Linked DNA regions of Anas platyrhynchos: region 2 is linked to region 1. A link is a contact called in public Hi-C data. All regions are on one chromosome and are shown on one strand. Each heading gives the region's core, a stretch centred on a gene start, on an enhancer-like site or on the middle of the called end of the contact. The rest is flanking DNA. Distances are from core to core; before and after follow the strand shown. Region 1 holds the start of TMEM97 (transmembrane protein 97). Region 2 overlaps NOS2 (nitric oxide synthase 2).

The links. A called contact is a pair of places that touch in the nucleus more often than the background predicts.
Region 2: a Hi-C map of subcutaneous adipose tissue shows a contact between it and region 1, with 2.1 times the contacts expected there. The contact joins the enhancer-like site here to the promoter of TMEM97 in region 1. A contact is called at or near these places in 2 of 8 Hi-C or Micro-C datasets (liver and subcutaneous adipose tissue).

Annotation. Positions count from the first base shown.
Region 1 is chr20:884,298-891,377 of IASCAAS_PekinDuck_T2T, reverse strand. TMEM97 (transmembrane protein 97) reads left to right here and starts at 2,978. Exons shown (of 3, transcript XM_027471967.3): 1 at 2,978-3,244; 2 at 4,088-4,232; 3 at 4,744-5,647. The coding sequence starts at 3,122. The coding sequence ends at 4,994. NLK (nemo like kinase) reads left to right here. Exons shown (of 12, transcript XM_038165881.2): 12 at 1-1,883. It overlaps IFT20 (intraflagellar transport 20), which reads right to left. Exons shown (of 3, transcript XM_072025986.1): 3 at 6,360-6,813. The coding sequence ends at 6,796.
Region 2 is chr20:1,007,572-1,014,651 of IASCAAS_PekinDuck_T2T, reverse strand. NOS2 (nitric oxide synthase 2) reads right to left here. Exons shown (of 26, transcript NM_001310393.1): 25 at 6,329-6,523; 26 at 5,617-5,718. The coding sequence ends at 5,617. It overlaps KSR1 (kinase suppressor of ras 1), which reads left to right. Exons shown (of 19, transcript XM_027472475.3): 19 at 1-993. Among named protein-coding and RNA genes, the nearest start is that of NOS2, 20 kb to the right of the region's middle. Within about 2 kb of position 2,396, at least 2 of the 8 cell types and tissues checked have an H3K27ac peak or open chromatin away from gene starts, as enhancers often do.

The DNA of each region.
Region 1 (7,080 bases), core at 1,729-4,228:
AGAGTTGCACGTGTTTTATGAATTCTAGTGCAGCTGTGATGGCTCAGCTCAGAACAAACAGAATTGAACCAAATTTGGGAAGGATTTTTTTTCTTTTTTTCTTTTTTTTTTCTTTTCTTTTTTTAATCAAAGAGAGCTTGTACAAAAAGATAGACATACATTTTGATATTGAGCCATTCCTGAAGATTTGGGGTTTTCTAAAACTAAGGAATACAGAAAACTTGACTGCGACCAATCATGAAGTCATGTCAGATGACAGTGACCACGGTAGGTGGGCATGTCACCTGGTGATCCAATCTATAAATAGCTTCTCACTAGAGCTGTGATGGTGATGTGTGCTGTTCTAAAATCAGATGTTGTGAGTAGAGAGAATGAGTTTGTGACTAGGAGAGACTAAACTTCTGTTTCCTTACCCAGTATAAATATATATATATATTTAATCTATTTTTATTAGAAGTTTTTTCTGCTCTTTCTTACATAAAAACCCCCCAGCATGCATCTTCTATGTGTGTAAATAATTCCATTTATGGGCTAATTTCAGAGATCCCTGACATCATTGCTGTATAGAGAGAAACTAGCTTGCACATTTTAGGTCTGTGAAATTTTGTGAGAATTTTTTCCTGCACTGGACAGTTGAGAGAAAAAAAAAGGAAAGGAAAAAAAAGCACATAGGGAATTATGTTAATTGTGTTTGTGTCTTTAGGCGAAGCTGTGGAAGTCTTGAAATGTCACAGTAGTAAATAACTTTTATTACTTTTTGGCTAATTCTTTTTCTGTTGGAACACTGAATTCTGTGCATATGTATATATGAACACAAATTGAAGGCCTCTACCTCCTGGAGTATACAACTTGGTTTGTTTACCTCCACATGATTTTTTTTTTTTTAAGTTCAGTGTGGAGACTTGAAACTTGAATGTCCCTTCCAACTTTTATATTTAAAACAAGACTAGAAAATTGAAGACTGTTTTTCACCTGTACAAAGAAATATTAAAGGGTGGTCTTAAAATTTGAACATTGGTCTGGAGAAAAACCATGGTGTTTGTTATGGACAATTAACTGTTAAAGTTATTGTAAGTTATCTGTATTTAGCAGAGTATTTTCAACGAGTGATCTGAGCTGAAATTGGAGACTATTAGTAAGTTATGTTTGGAAGTTTTAACTTCAATGAAGTAATTATTTGCTGTGAAAGAGACAAACATTGAATAACTGAACAAAGATGGTGCAATATCTTTGTTTTTTATGAGGCTCCTGAGAATAAAACCAACTGAAGCATTTCAATTCACTTGAATGAGAAACGTGTTTAATTAAAAGAGCCCAAGAAGACACTGGTATGAAAGGTAAAATCTCAGAGGTTGGTCAGTTAATGTGGCACACTTGCTGGTCACTTTGTAAAATGTAGATTTGAAGTACAGTGGTGAAAACATTAAATGTGACATTTGAAAAAGAAGTGTGTTATCTTTATTTCCTGTCTCATCTCCTACCTTTATTTAAGATTCGATTGTTACAATCTTGATTAAATGCTGTCTAAAAGAATACAAGTAAAAAGAGTTTATAACATCTTGTTTCGGGCATGGTTTTGATTTCTTTACACACGCATCTGCATACACGCATATATATGCACATATATGTGACTTTAATGATATTCATTTACTCTTTAAAATTGATCCTGGATAAGGGCAAAACTTGCTGATTAAATGAAAACAAGCAACTTACTGGCACTTGAGAGGTTGAAAGCCATCCATGCAAGTGTAGATTTTACTCTATTTGCAAAGTTTGTGACATTTTTTACAGTGCAAATGCTTTTATCTTTTCTATACTTGAAATGGAAACAATCCAACATGCAGTGGTGTTGCAACAATATGAATAAAAATGTTCATGTTTTATGTGTATGACTTGTTTAAACAAATGGAACTGTGTAGTTAAAGCCTCAAGACCTCATAAGAACTGAAGTGACACAAGGAGGATAAGCCTTCTTAGCATGGGCTGCCTTCCCAGGGGTGCCACAGGTACCGGGACTCAGGTACATGCCTCTTCTTCCACGTCTTCATACGCTTACGAGATAAGTTTTAACATGTTTTAGAACTGGTGATGCTGGTGTCATTATTGCTTCATGGCTGTCAATTGCTGAACTAGTTTTTGTTCATTCGCTGCCATTTTTTATTCTGTTTGTTAGATTCTCCTTCAGCATAAGACTAGGAAACAAAGGTACATACAGTTCGTTTGTTGGATCTTTGCATTTTGACACACAGTTTTGTTAGGGTATGAGTGCATAAATGGTACAATTAGTGACGTTTGCTTTGTTCATCCGTGTATATTTTTGAGCTCATTGCTAGAGGCTCATGAGTTAATTTTGTTCTTAAATGTATTAAGAGTAAGATGTCTTTTTGAACATTTACCTTCCAGGGTGTCTTGGTATGAATGTGGGCAGGGCACTGTGCAGAATGAGTAGTTTAAAACTGGCACAATTGGCACAAATGTGTTAGTAAAATTGTGTGCACGTAGCTACCACCAACAATAAAAAAGCTAGGCTAATGTTTTCAGTGGCCTCTACTGCATTTTACATTTTTAATGTAAGCTGATTACAATGAAAGTGAGAGAGCTTCTGCCAAAGACAATTTTGGGACTTGCTGTTTGCGCTACCACGAGGCTATGAATGCTTACCAGGCTGAACAGGTAGTTGTAATGGTTACTGGCTAGCGATTTTTCTAATAATCTTGTTTATGCTTTATTTCGGTAACAGAGTACCTACCTCTTCTTTATACCTGACAGACGAATTTTTAAAAAGTCTAATTTCATGGAAAACTGCCTACTTCTGCAATGCAGCTTGGGAGTGAGTAGAGCCCTTTGAGGCCTTCATCAGTGGGAGCGGGGGGAGAGCTGCAGGGGCAGCTCCCCCCCTGCGCCCCGGCCCGGCGGTGCCCGCAGCCACAGCACCACCAAGCGAGCCCCGGGCAGCGCTCAGGGGCCGCCTGCAGCTCCCCCAGCCTCCAGCAGCGGGCGGGGGGCTCCATCCCTCAGCCCGCGGGGCTCGGCTGCTTCCGCCCCCCCCCCCCTTCGGCCTCCTCCCGGCCTCCGCTCGCCGCTTCCGCCGCGGGCCGTGCCGGGGCGGGTCCGTGAGGCGATGGCCGGGTGGTGGCGGTGCGCGGAGCGGCTCTTCGCGCTCTACTTCGTGTCGCACGTCCCCATCACGCTGCTCATCGACCTGCAGCCGCTGCTGCCCGCCGCAGGCCTCTACCCGCGCAGCGTGAGTCGGGCCCGGGGGTCCTGGGGGTGTGTGTGTGTAGGGGGGGGGGCACTGGGAGCTGCTGGGTCCGGTGATTTGGTGCTGCTGGGACTGGGAACCTGTCACTGGGGCTGCTGGGCTCCTGTCACCCGGCACTGGGGGCTGCCGAGCTCTGGTCTCGCAGCGGCCTGCTGAAAACACGGGGGAGCTGTCACTGCCACGTGGGAGCAGGCAGGCCGACAGCCACGTTGATCAGTAAAAATTTCTGCGTTGCTGGGTTTTGAATAACGTTGTAGAAGACAATTGGAATGGTAGATGAATAGAAGATGAGTGGTTTGACCCGTGCTATCAGGACGAGTGCGGTACCTTCCCACGAGCTTTACATTTAGAGCGTTTGATTTTTGCCGTTCTGTACAATTAGTTCATTAGAGAAACCATTTCTAATTAATAGTTAACCAGCAAACCTCAATACGTATCTCTCTGTTCAAAGTCCAACTTAAAGCCGTGCTGGAGCTTACATTTCTGTCATGGAAACCAACAGCAGCTCCCCAAGCCCCGATGCCTCCATCAGACTGGGGCAGCGCAGCCGCCAGCCCCGCACGCTGCCAGGCGCTGGGGGCCCGGCTGGGGCAGCTGCCCCCGGCCACCCCCGGGGAGGTGCTGAGCCCCCTGGATGGGCACTGCCAGGGGCAGGAGGGAGAGGCGAGAGTTCGTTCCTATCTGCTGATGCCAACGTGCAGCTTTGTTGTGATTTTGGTCTTGTTTTGGTAGGAAATTGTGCCGATTGCTTTCCAAAAACTATTTTTCTCTTTGTGCCATTGATACTCAGTGTATTAATCTGCAGCTTTGTTCTTTTTTCTTAAGCTGACGGAGTTGTTAGAATGGTATGCAGTCACCTTTCGAGATCCCATGATGATGCAGCCCCCAGAGTGGTTTAAGGCGTTTATGTATTGTGAAGCCTTCCTACAAATGCCTTTCTTTCCCATTGCAGCGTACGCCTTCATAAAAGGTTGGTATAAAAGTGTAAGAAAATGTCCTGTGCAGCATTTATGCGTAGTGCTTTTTGGCTGCAGGCACAGTTTTATCAGTCTTAAGTGATTATAGGGACATAACCCATGGAGTGCTATTTTCATGGCAAATTTCATCTGAGAAAGAGTAGAAGAAGCCCTGTCAGAAATAAATACTATAGACTACAGACCCTTTACAGCAGCAGTCACTTACGTGAAACCAGCATCGACAATTAACATCTGGCAAGCTACCAATGTCAGCGAAGCTCTGGATCGTGCTTGTGTACTCACCACTTCTAACTGTGTGGAAATTTAGAATGAGCATGTGAAGTTTTAGTCATGAAAGCTTTAATTATTTCTCTGGGTTGCTACTCGTACTTATTTTCTAGTACATTTTTGGTATGGCTTATGGTTGTCCTGTGATAGATACAGATAATACTGCTGATTTTAAAATCACCAAATTCAGCTTGTTTCAAAACTTTTAAAATAGTTTTCTTTTTTGCTTCCATACAGGTGGTTGCAAATGGATAAGGACTCCTGCAATTATATACTCCACACATGTAGCTACATCTTTGGTTGCCATCCTTGCTCACATCCTTTTTCATGATTTCTCAAAGTCTGAGCATTTGGGTCCTCGGACACAACAGGAACGCCTAATTCTGCTATCTATATACATCCCTTACTTGCTGATACCACTTCTGATTCTTTTCACCATGCTGTACAGCCCCCAGTACAACCAAGTGGAGAAAAGGAAGAGGAAGTAGTCTGCTGTAAAAGTTGGATGCACAACATTCATACTTGTTTTGATTCAGCCCCTAGTCCTCTGGGACGAACACCTGTCTCGTGTTGTCAGTGCAACGCCTCTCACCAGAGCATCAGGCTCCCGCAAGAAAAGTTCGAATTGGCTTGAGTTTACAGCTCTCCTTTAATCAGGAGCAGCTTTGGCAGAAGCCTGAAGTGGCAGCTCCGTGTGGTGCCTGGGCTGTGCGTAGCTTAAGGGACCCAGCAGCTCTGCTCCCAGTATCGATTTTGTGTGGTACTTTTGTATTGGGAAAACGAACTTTTAACCATTTGATGTGTAACCATGTGATGGGGACGTGTGGGGGGTGGAAACTGCAGCTGACACTTTTCTTTCAACTTGCCTTTTTCCAAGAGGACTTCAGTAAAAAATCTGTCTTCTAAGAACATATCCTACAAAATCCGTAACTGATTACATACAAATTTGCAAAGCTATAATCTTTTTCTCTGCAACTTTTGAAGCATTTCAAATCATGTAACAATCCTTACCTTTCTCATCCCTTCATTTAAAATTTCACCTTCTCTTCCTCCGCTGTAATTTTGATTAATTGCAAACGTCTGGCCAGCAATAATGTGCCAAAATCTGGATTTCTGAATTAAAATTAATTTTGTTTGACAATGAGGATTTTCTTCCTAGAGGATTTTCAAGTACTTCAGTAATTGTAAACAAGGATTTGTAAACTTTTGTCTTCTGTGAAATCACTTCTGGTATGGAAATAACTAAACACATCCACATTGCCTTTAATCTTGCGAAGGAAATGACCAAAGGAAACTTAGGTTTTATTTAAGTTCTCAATCAGATCTATAAGTGACATTTGGAGACTCGTGCAAAAAATATAAGGCAAGATGAGATACAAAATGCATCTATTGGCACTTCAACATGAGGCTTGATTTTAGATCACATTTAAATCACGGGCATTCAGTTTTTAAATGTCACATTCATATTTAGATTTTTACATGCTCCTGGTGCCAGTATACACTTAGAAGGGTTTGGCTCAAGAGTTTGAAGTTCTATAGTTGAAATGCTCATGAAAATATTCTACTCTAATATCGCTACCTGCATGGATGAGTTTCAGAGTTTAATCTAAAATTCTGCTATATTTTCTAATTACTTTTTGTGTATCTGTAATAGATCACTTCTGTTATGTCTAAGAAAAACAAACTAACTAGATAGAAAAATAATCTGGTCAATACAGGTAAAAGTTACTGCTGTTTCTCTCTGTTGTGTGTTATAAACATGGAAATTACTACATATAGAAAATTCTTCACAATGACTATCCAGGGAGTTGTAAACTGTTCAGCTCAGAAAATAACACAGCAGGAACAACTAATTCTGGTATACCCAGAAAGTCCAAAAACAATAATTTATTTCTCAATTTCTTTGAAAGAGCTGTACACTTCAAAAAGTGAGACATTAACATAGGAACAGTAGAAGTAGTATTAATTCAACTATAATTTGAAATATTAACTGTACAAAAATTTTTATAAAAATTAAAGGACAGAACAGTCTTTACATCTGTTAGAAAGCCCTCCTTATTGCCACTTTTAGTGTATTTCACACTGTGTTAAGAGACACTTTCATTTGTACAAACCATCTATTCATTCATACACAGTGAAAAATTGCATATTTTTGAAATTCCCAAGATTCTGGAATGCTCCAAATTAGGTGGTTTTTTTTGTTTGTTTTTTAATCTTAAAGTCTTCTATTTCTGAAAAATGAATTGGTCAATGAATTCATTCTGGTCCGCTTCAATCTTACACAGAGTCTCATACTCTATTCGGTACCTGAAAGAGAATATAAAAGGTTACCAGCTGATGGTTTAGCACAACGCCCATTTGTCTGAGGTAAAGGAAGCTTAGGCTAGGCATGTAAGTCATCGTTAAAGCAATGGCAGCATGAATTAAGACTCTGCAGTTCTAAACTGTCTTTAGAAGTCAGACATGTGGCACTCTGTTACTTTTATTCATTTCTTCATGAGCTCAGGCCACCTTTGTTCTTTTAGCTGTACACATCAATTAGAAATGAACTCTCAGTAAGTGGCAGTCAGGGCC
Region 2 (7,080 bases), core at 1,147-3,646, 120 kb before region 1:
TCTTATCGCTCTTAATAAGGTGACTGGCTGGACGGACAGCTTAAAACAAAACAATAGTATTGAAAAACACAGAAAATTTGTTTCTCCTATGACTGCCTGCAGGTGTAGTTCAAGAGCAGCTCTGGTCCCCTGCTTTCAGGATGGCCACTTGCCTAAAACCTCACGTCCCTTCATGCTGCGTTTTGAGGCGTGCAGAACACCAACGGGAGGCTTATCCCCGCACACCGGCCGAGCAGTGCCTGGTGGTGGGAATCCTGTCCTGCTGCTCCAGGGAAGGGTTTCAAAATACGTCTTTAAATCCTGAGATTTGAGATCCCAATTCAACCCTTCCTTGGATTTGCGTTCAACTCCCATGTTGCCCTTGAAAGCAAAACCCAGCCTCCTGAACCCAGTTATTTCAGAGAGCAGGGACCGATTACTGTCTCTGGGATAATATTTGTTTTAATCAGCTGGTGTGATACACACAGAAGTCAAACAAAACCAGTGGAGTTGTACAGCTGTGAAGTCAAGCTCTTATCCCTTACTATGTTGCAAACCAAGCGACAGTCATTCGGTCTCGGTCGCATTGTACTGTCCCGTGTGCTGTCTCCTCGTGTGCTGGTGTAAGGGCGTGAAGCACGGTAAGCCTGTACCATTGTAGAGTTGTAAATGTGAAGCTGGCTGTACAATGCTGCTACAATAGCCACATGTCAGTAGTGAATGTAAATGGAGTCTGTAATATGGTGAAAATGGACACGTTTTCTTTTCAAATGTGATGTAAACTTTGTACAGTAAAAGAATTTTTTTTATATTTTCTATCAACTGAGTGTCTTCCAGAATTGCTATTAAATTAATTAAAAATTGTTAGTATTAATAACAGTTTCTGTATTAGTTTATGCAACCAGCAAAAAAAAAAAAAAAGACAAAGTGCACTCTATGCTAATAAAATTCTGGGTATGTAGGAATCTCTTCAGTGAATAAATCTTTGCTCTGGATAAAGCAAGCATTACAGAATTGTGGTTTGAGCTTTTTCTCCCCGTTGCCTTGTACCTTCCTGCCCTGCCAAGCCCTGTGGAGGTGGGTGGCAGCCAGGGCCGGGGCTGGGTGAGCCCTGGAGGTCCCCGCGCTGTCCCGTGAGCCCAACGCTGAGCCCTGCCCCAGCAAGGCAGGCTGGCCATGGAGCCAAGGGGCACCCCCAGCCCCTGTCCCACCTGAAGCCCCCTGACCCTTGTCCTTGTGAGCTCGGCTAAGCAACAAACACCCCGGCTTTGGGACACCCCATTCCCCAGCGTGATCCCCGGTGGGCTATGGGGTAACGTGCTGGCTGCCGGGAGGTGGGCACCCTGAGCACACCGCTCCCTGCAGCAGGACTGACAAACCTTCCTTTCCTGGTGTTACTGTAACCCTCCAAAACCCCAGCCAGGGAAAAGTACAAAACAGTGTTAGAGCCTATGAGGGCAAGGGCTACAGAGAGGAGCACTACGTGGTGAGCTGCGATAAGTTATCCTGTGAGCTGAGACAGGAGAGCCTGCAAAGCATCGCACAGACCGTGCCCTCCTCAGTTTCACTTTCTGGAGGAATTGACCCAAAAGCCCTGCTGTGTGTGGGGCGGGAAGCAGCAGAAGCAGCGTTTGCACCGTTGGGGTTACGCTCCCATCAACCAGGAAGAAAGAAGTGCTGGGCAGGCTCCCTGGCTCCCTGCAGGCTGTGGCGGCAGTGGTGCTGCCTGCTGTCCATGTGCACCCCGACCTTTTCCCCCTCTGGAGCTCCCGGCCTCAGCCCTGGCTCGCTGGGGGAAGCGGCAGTGCCAGGGACACCTGCCCTGCTCGGGGCTGGGCACGGCAATGCGTTAATTACTCCCTGGGCCGTTGTGCTGCTGCCAAACAGCTTTACACCAAAAATAACGGCAGCATTGCCCTGTCCTGCTGGGAGAAGGCCCGCACGTTTTAGGAGCACAATTTCACGTTTCATCCACTTTATCCAGATCTTTCATGTGCAAGCAGTAAAAATCCAAGAATCTGTTTTCTCTGAAGGACAACAAAAGCTTCCTCCCCTTCTTTTTTTTCTGACGTAACCCACACTCTCACCTCAACAAAGACAAATTCGAGCACAGAGACCGCTTGTGGCTCCACACAGCTGCAGTGGAGCCTTCCAATGCCTTCGAAACCTCAGCACCAGAGGGGAGCCTTTTAGCAGTGCTGCTGCTCGATCCTGGCTATTCAACGCCTCGCAGTGCAGATAAAACATCTCGGCGCAAACAAGGCCATGGTGGCTTATTCAGAAAGGGCACCAAATAACTGCCCACAGGGCATAAATAGATCGAGCTACAGATGAAGTGACTGGAGCAGGACCTAGGAGAGCTGGACACACCACCTTCACGCTCAGAGCTCAGCCTGTTCCCACACACAACAGGCAAGAGTTCAGCCCTCACCCTGCACCCAGCCCTGGCTGCCCAGCAGGGTTACTGGAGCAGAGGAGCTCCTTTGCACTCCTGAGCACACATTCAGAGAAGGGAACCTCTCTACACAGTTATAAAACAATGCAACGATTGAAAACAAAGCAAAAACCACATTTTGCCTACCTGAAGTCACTCCTCCTTCCTTGCACTGGGGTTTGTCAGCACAGCCTGCACCTCAACACTGTGCCAGCCATCTTCTTCCACTGCTCTGCCCCATGGGGCTCAGCTGTTCCTCGTTATCCTGCTTGGCAGTAGCTCATCAGTCACACCTGGCTGTCCTCCTGAGCCCCACGCCCCTGCAGCATGCAGAACAGCATGGCAAAAACTCTGTCAGGCTGGGCAGCCACTTAAACTGAAGGCACTGAAGTTATCCCAGCATTTACCCTAATGCTAGGCTTGGACTTCTGTTAGCTTTCAGCTATACAATAATGTGCTAATGGATCCCATCCACATATCACTGCTTTTGCATTTAGGAAATGCATTCGTATGGCAGAGCCCTACAGATTTATGGGGTATAGGGAAGCAAATGGTGTATCTGTACTGCAAGCCCAGTGACATACCAAACTGGCATGAGGACTGGCACTTTCAGTTTAGCTGGACCAACCTGTGGATTTGGGAAGCCGGGGAACTCTGCCAACAATCAAAAGTGGCTAGAGGACTGCAGGAAGAAAAAGGTCTGCATTTCAGTGCCATGGCATTCACCCTTTTTTGAATACTGAATACCATTAAAGCTGCCTAAGGTGGGCATTAATGTAACAGCCCGCTAATTGCTTCAGAAAGTGTTGATCTGTAATTTCTAGTTAGGTCTGAAATCGGTGAGATGCATAATCATCTCCCTAACTTATAGCCCTGAACAATTCCTCTGCTTCTAGCAGAATTACTTAAGTGCTTAAACTAATGCACGTGCTTCAATCTGTTACTGACTTGGGGCTGTAATGAACACTTTAATAACTGCAGAGCAGGCTTTTTGATCATATTTGGGATTTTAAAATATGTATTTTGTATCTGGTTTCTTAAATGAAGTTTCAGTTCTTGTGTTGGAATAGAATAATTATCCACTGACCTTAACATCTGCACTTTATCTTCCCCCTTTATTCCCCATTTATTAAAAAAAAGCAATTATACACAGCTTCAAACCAGTGCTGTAATTGAAGTTAACTTACAATTGGGCCGGTTTAAATAAATTCACAGAGTTGAAACAGATCTCTATTTTTATTCTTATTTTTAATCCTTTCCCTTAACTGCCTTAGAACCTGTCTTTTAGGGGGAGATTTCTGCAATGGTGGAATTAAGATGAAAAAGTCCCCAAGTAAAACTTGCTTCATCAACTTAGAATTTATCAATGGGAAGTCATGCAATTTCGGAACCAATACACAAACACTTGGGTCTCTTGCTCTGACCTGTCAGAGGTTTATGGGAATTTCCCCCTCTCCGAATGAAAGTGAAATATGGGCAAGCATTTGTAAAGTATTATGGTAATACTTAAAAGTAAGTGATTACGCAGAAGAAAAACATGAGATGTAAAGAAAGGATCCTAGCAAGAAAATGTACCTATTTTGTTATGTGCGTGAAAAATGGGTTGCACTGTAATGTACCTCCCAAAACAGCAAGGAACACATCGGACTTTTAAAATGCAGAACTTTTGTTTCCTGCCTTTGTGGCGTTTGAACTCCAGCACTCAGTGAGACCTGGGCTTATTGAGAACTTTCTTAATGGAAAGTGAAATTGCCTTGTTCTACTTCCATCCCACCCCAAAACTGTAGTATCAGAGAACATCTGTTAAATGAAATATGAAATAACACTCACAGTATATACTAGATGCCCATCAGGACCCCATACTTGCTATGAACCTCCTCTGTCCTTTACTGTCTGTATCTGCTGTCTGATACTTCCTGTTCTCTGCCATCACTGTCCACATTCTTTCAATTATGCTGTATTTTTCATCTTATGTTTAAGGCTGTCCTGAAGTACATGTGAAACACTGTATGTACATGACATTGTTGACTTCTGAGTGTCAGCTTCATCAGATTCTAGCTCCTGGAGACAAAGGATGACAGGAAAATCTCACCTTTAGCTTTTTAATATCATCATAAAACCCTGGTAATTTTAGAGAAAGAACTATAAGTTGTGACATAACTGCAAGGCACAGACAGAGACAAAGTCAAAAACCACAGCAAAATACATTGCTCTAATTGTTATTTTATACTCTTTAGTTCACAAGCCAATCTCACTAGGGACAGATTCACTCTTTCCAGGCAGTAACAAAAATATGTAACTAGTCTTTGGTGGTCTGTGTAATTCACGGAGACGGGCTCTTTGTGTAAGGAGGGAGTGCTGGTCGGAGCTCAAACCCACTCTAATGGTACCCAAGAACTTACCCACCTCCCCTTTTTCAGGCTGAAGACAATAGCACAAAGAAGTACATTTAAACTACACCAACTTGTTTGTCTCAACATAAAGGTGTCTTTTATTGCAAACAAATCAAGTAAGTCAGAGCAAACAATTCAAATGTACAAAGTGCTTTGGAATTTTCTGAGTCTCACTGGCACAGGCCCTGTGACAACGACAATTCAGGTTGATACATCTGAATCGCATAAAGCAGAAATCAAAACTGCTACGTCCTCATGTGGATACATCTGAAGTGTATGCAGCAGGTATTTCCACTTATGAGCCATTATATTATTACCACATTTGCAAGTACTGCTTCAGATTCAACAAGAGGTGTCACTAGATATTTCCAAGTGACACAACCATTCATTTTCTTGCTTTAAAGTGAACATAAAACAGTAAAACAATATAAATAAATCCACACAGATAAATAGTCCATTTAAAAACAAATAAAAAAAATTACTTCTAGTTCATAGTAAAAACCACTCTATTTTCCTCGTGAGCAGGTTTTATATTTTTTATATTTACAAAAGACAGTAGATGTGTACTAGCCTAGACAGAATTAAAAAAATATTTTTCATCTTCACTATTCAGATAATTAAAAGAAGTCCCAGAATAAATAGAAAAAAAAAAAAGTTATATTTCATATTTTTCTTACTTAAGGCTAAGATTTAGAAGTCAAATCCTACAGTCAGATATGTGTGTGTTATTTAACATGAATAAGGAAGAGAATTTGACCCCTTGATCTTTGAAAATAACATCAAATGTGCAATTATGGTTTAAGATGTCTGTTAATTTGTGCTTGGACTGATGGGTTGCAAAGCTTTTACATCTCTTTTGACTTCATGTGGGAACACAGCCCCAAATATATCTTCATGGTAACGTTTTTGGCTCTGCAAAAATAAAAACAAAAACAAAACACCAAGAGATAAATTAAATCCTGCTAGCACCTCTTTATGTAACAGTTGATTAACTAAAAGGTTTTTTGCATTATGACCAATTCTGTGATGGCAGACTTTTGCTGTCAATAAAAAGAAGTTATCCAAATGTCAGCCACACATGCTTCAGGACAAGTTCTGCTAACAAAATGGACCTAAAAAGTCAGCATACTCAGGCACTGTGTTTTCAGCAACTGCCTCATCAACTTCTTAAACTCACATTCCTCCTTTGATACAATAAAGTCTCAAGCTTTTGATGTTCCAGATACATGTCTCATGTATCTCCAGATACAAAGCTCATGTCCAGGGTCCAAAGACAGACACTGGGCAAAATGGTGGGCATATGAGAGAGGAACGTGACATGTCACCCATACAACTTAACCAAAGAGAAGCTACGCATTTTAAATAATGGTGGTTAGACTAAACTTAAGCTATTTTCTTTAGCATGTTGTTGAAAAGAAGCTCGTTGCAGCCTGTTAGATCTCGAGTGTAACTCTGAAGTCTTCTCTAACCCACATGAGAGCACTGTCTGAATGGAAAGAATCCCTTGCACACCACAACATACCTTCAGCTCGAAGAAATACTCTTCTGCCTGCTGCTCTGTGAGGTTCAGTTTTTTTACAAGTATCCCTTTCAAAGTCTGAGCAACATCCCTGGCCATGCGTACATCTCCACAGACATACAGATGTCCATCCTCTTTATGCAAGAGATTGCACACTTTGGCTTCCAACTTGTTTTGAAGAATGTCTTGAACATAGACCTTAGAAAAAGAAAAAAGGATCATCAGACAAGGTCTTTTTGATGCTACTTTGGCTATTGGCTTTTCTAAATTCAATTTGGGCTTACACAGCAGAGTAAGGTTAAAAATGCCCTAACTATTCCATGTACTGTACCACAGCAAAGGAGAAGAAAAATGTCTTCGTGCTGTCTTTACAAGCCCCAGATTTGAAGGCTGGACTTGTTTTTTGATTAAACTAGAGCAGATTAAGACTCTTTTCCTTAGAACTAATTATCACTGCCAAAGATTCCTAAGTTGTCAGGGTAGGAGAACTATTGTCTCCTCCAATCAAGATTTCTTATAAACAACAGTAATTTCCAGGGTCACTGTGTCATTGAAATGGTGACAAATGATCGGAGTCAACTCATTTCTAACTCATGGGTTAATCATAACCTGCAAAATGTAAGGTTTCCAAAAATGTTCCAACATCTAGTTTCAAAGGCTGTTTGCACTCAAAGGTTTAATTATATGTCTATTGCACCTATTGATATGGCAGTGAAGGTTTTAAAAATACATCTTGCTCCTACATAAGTGAATAG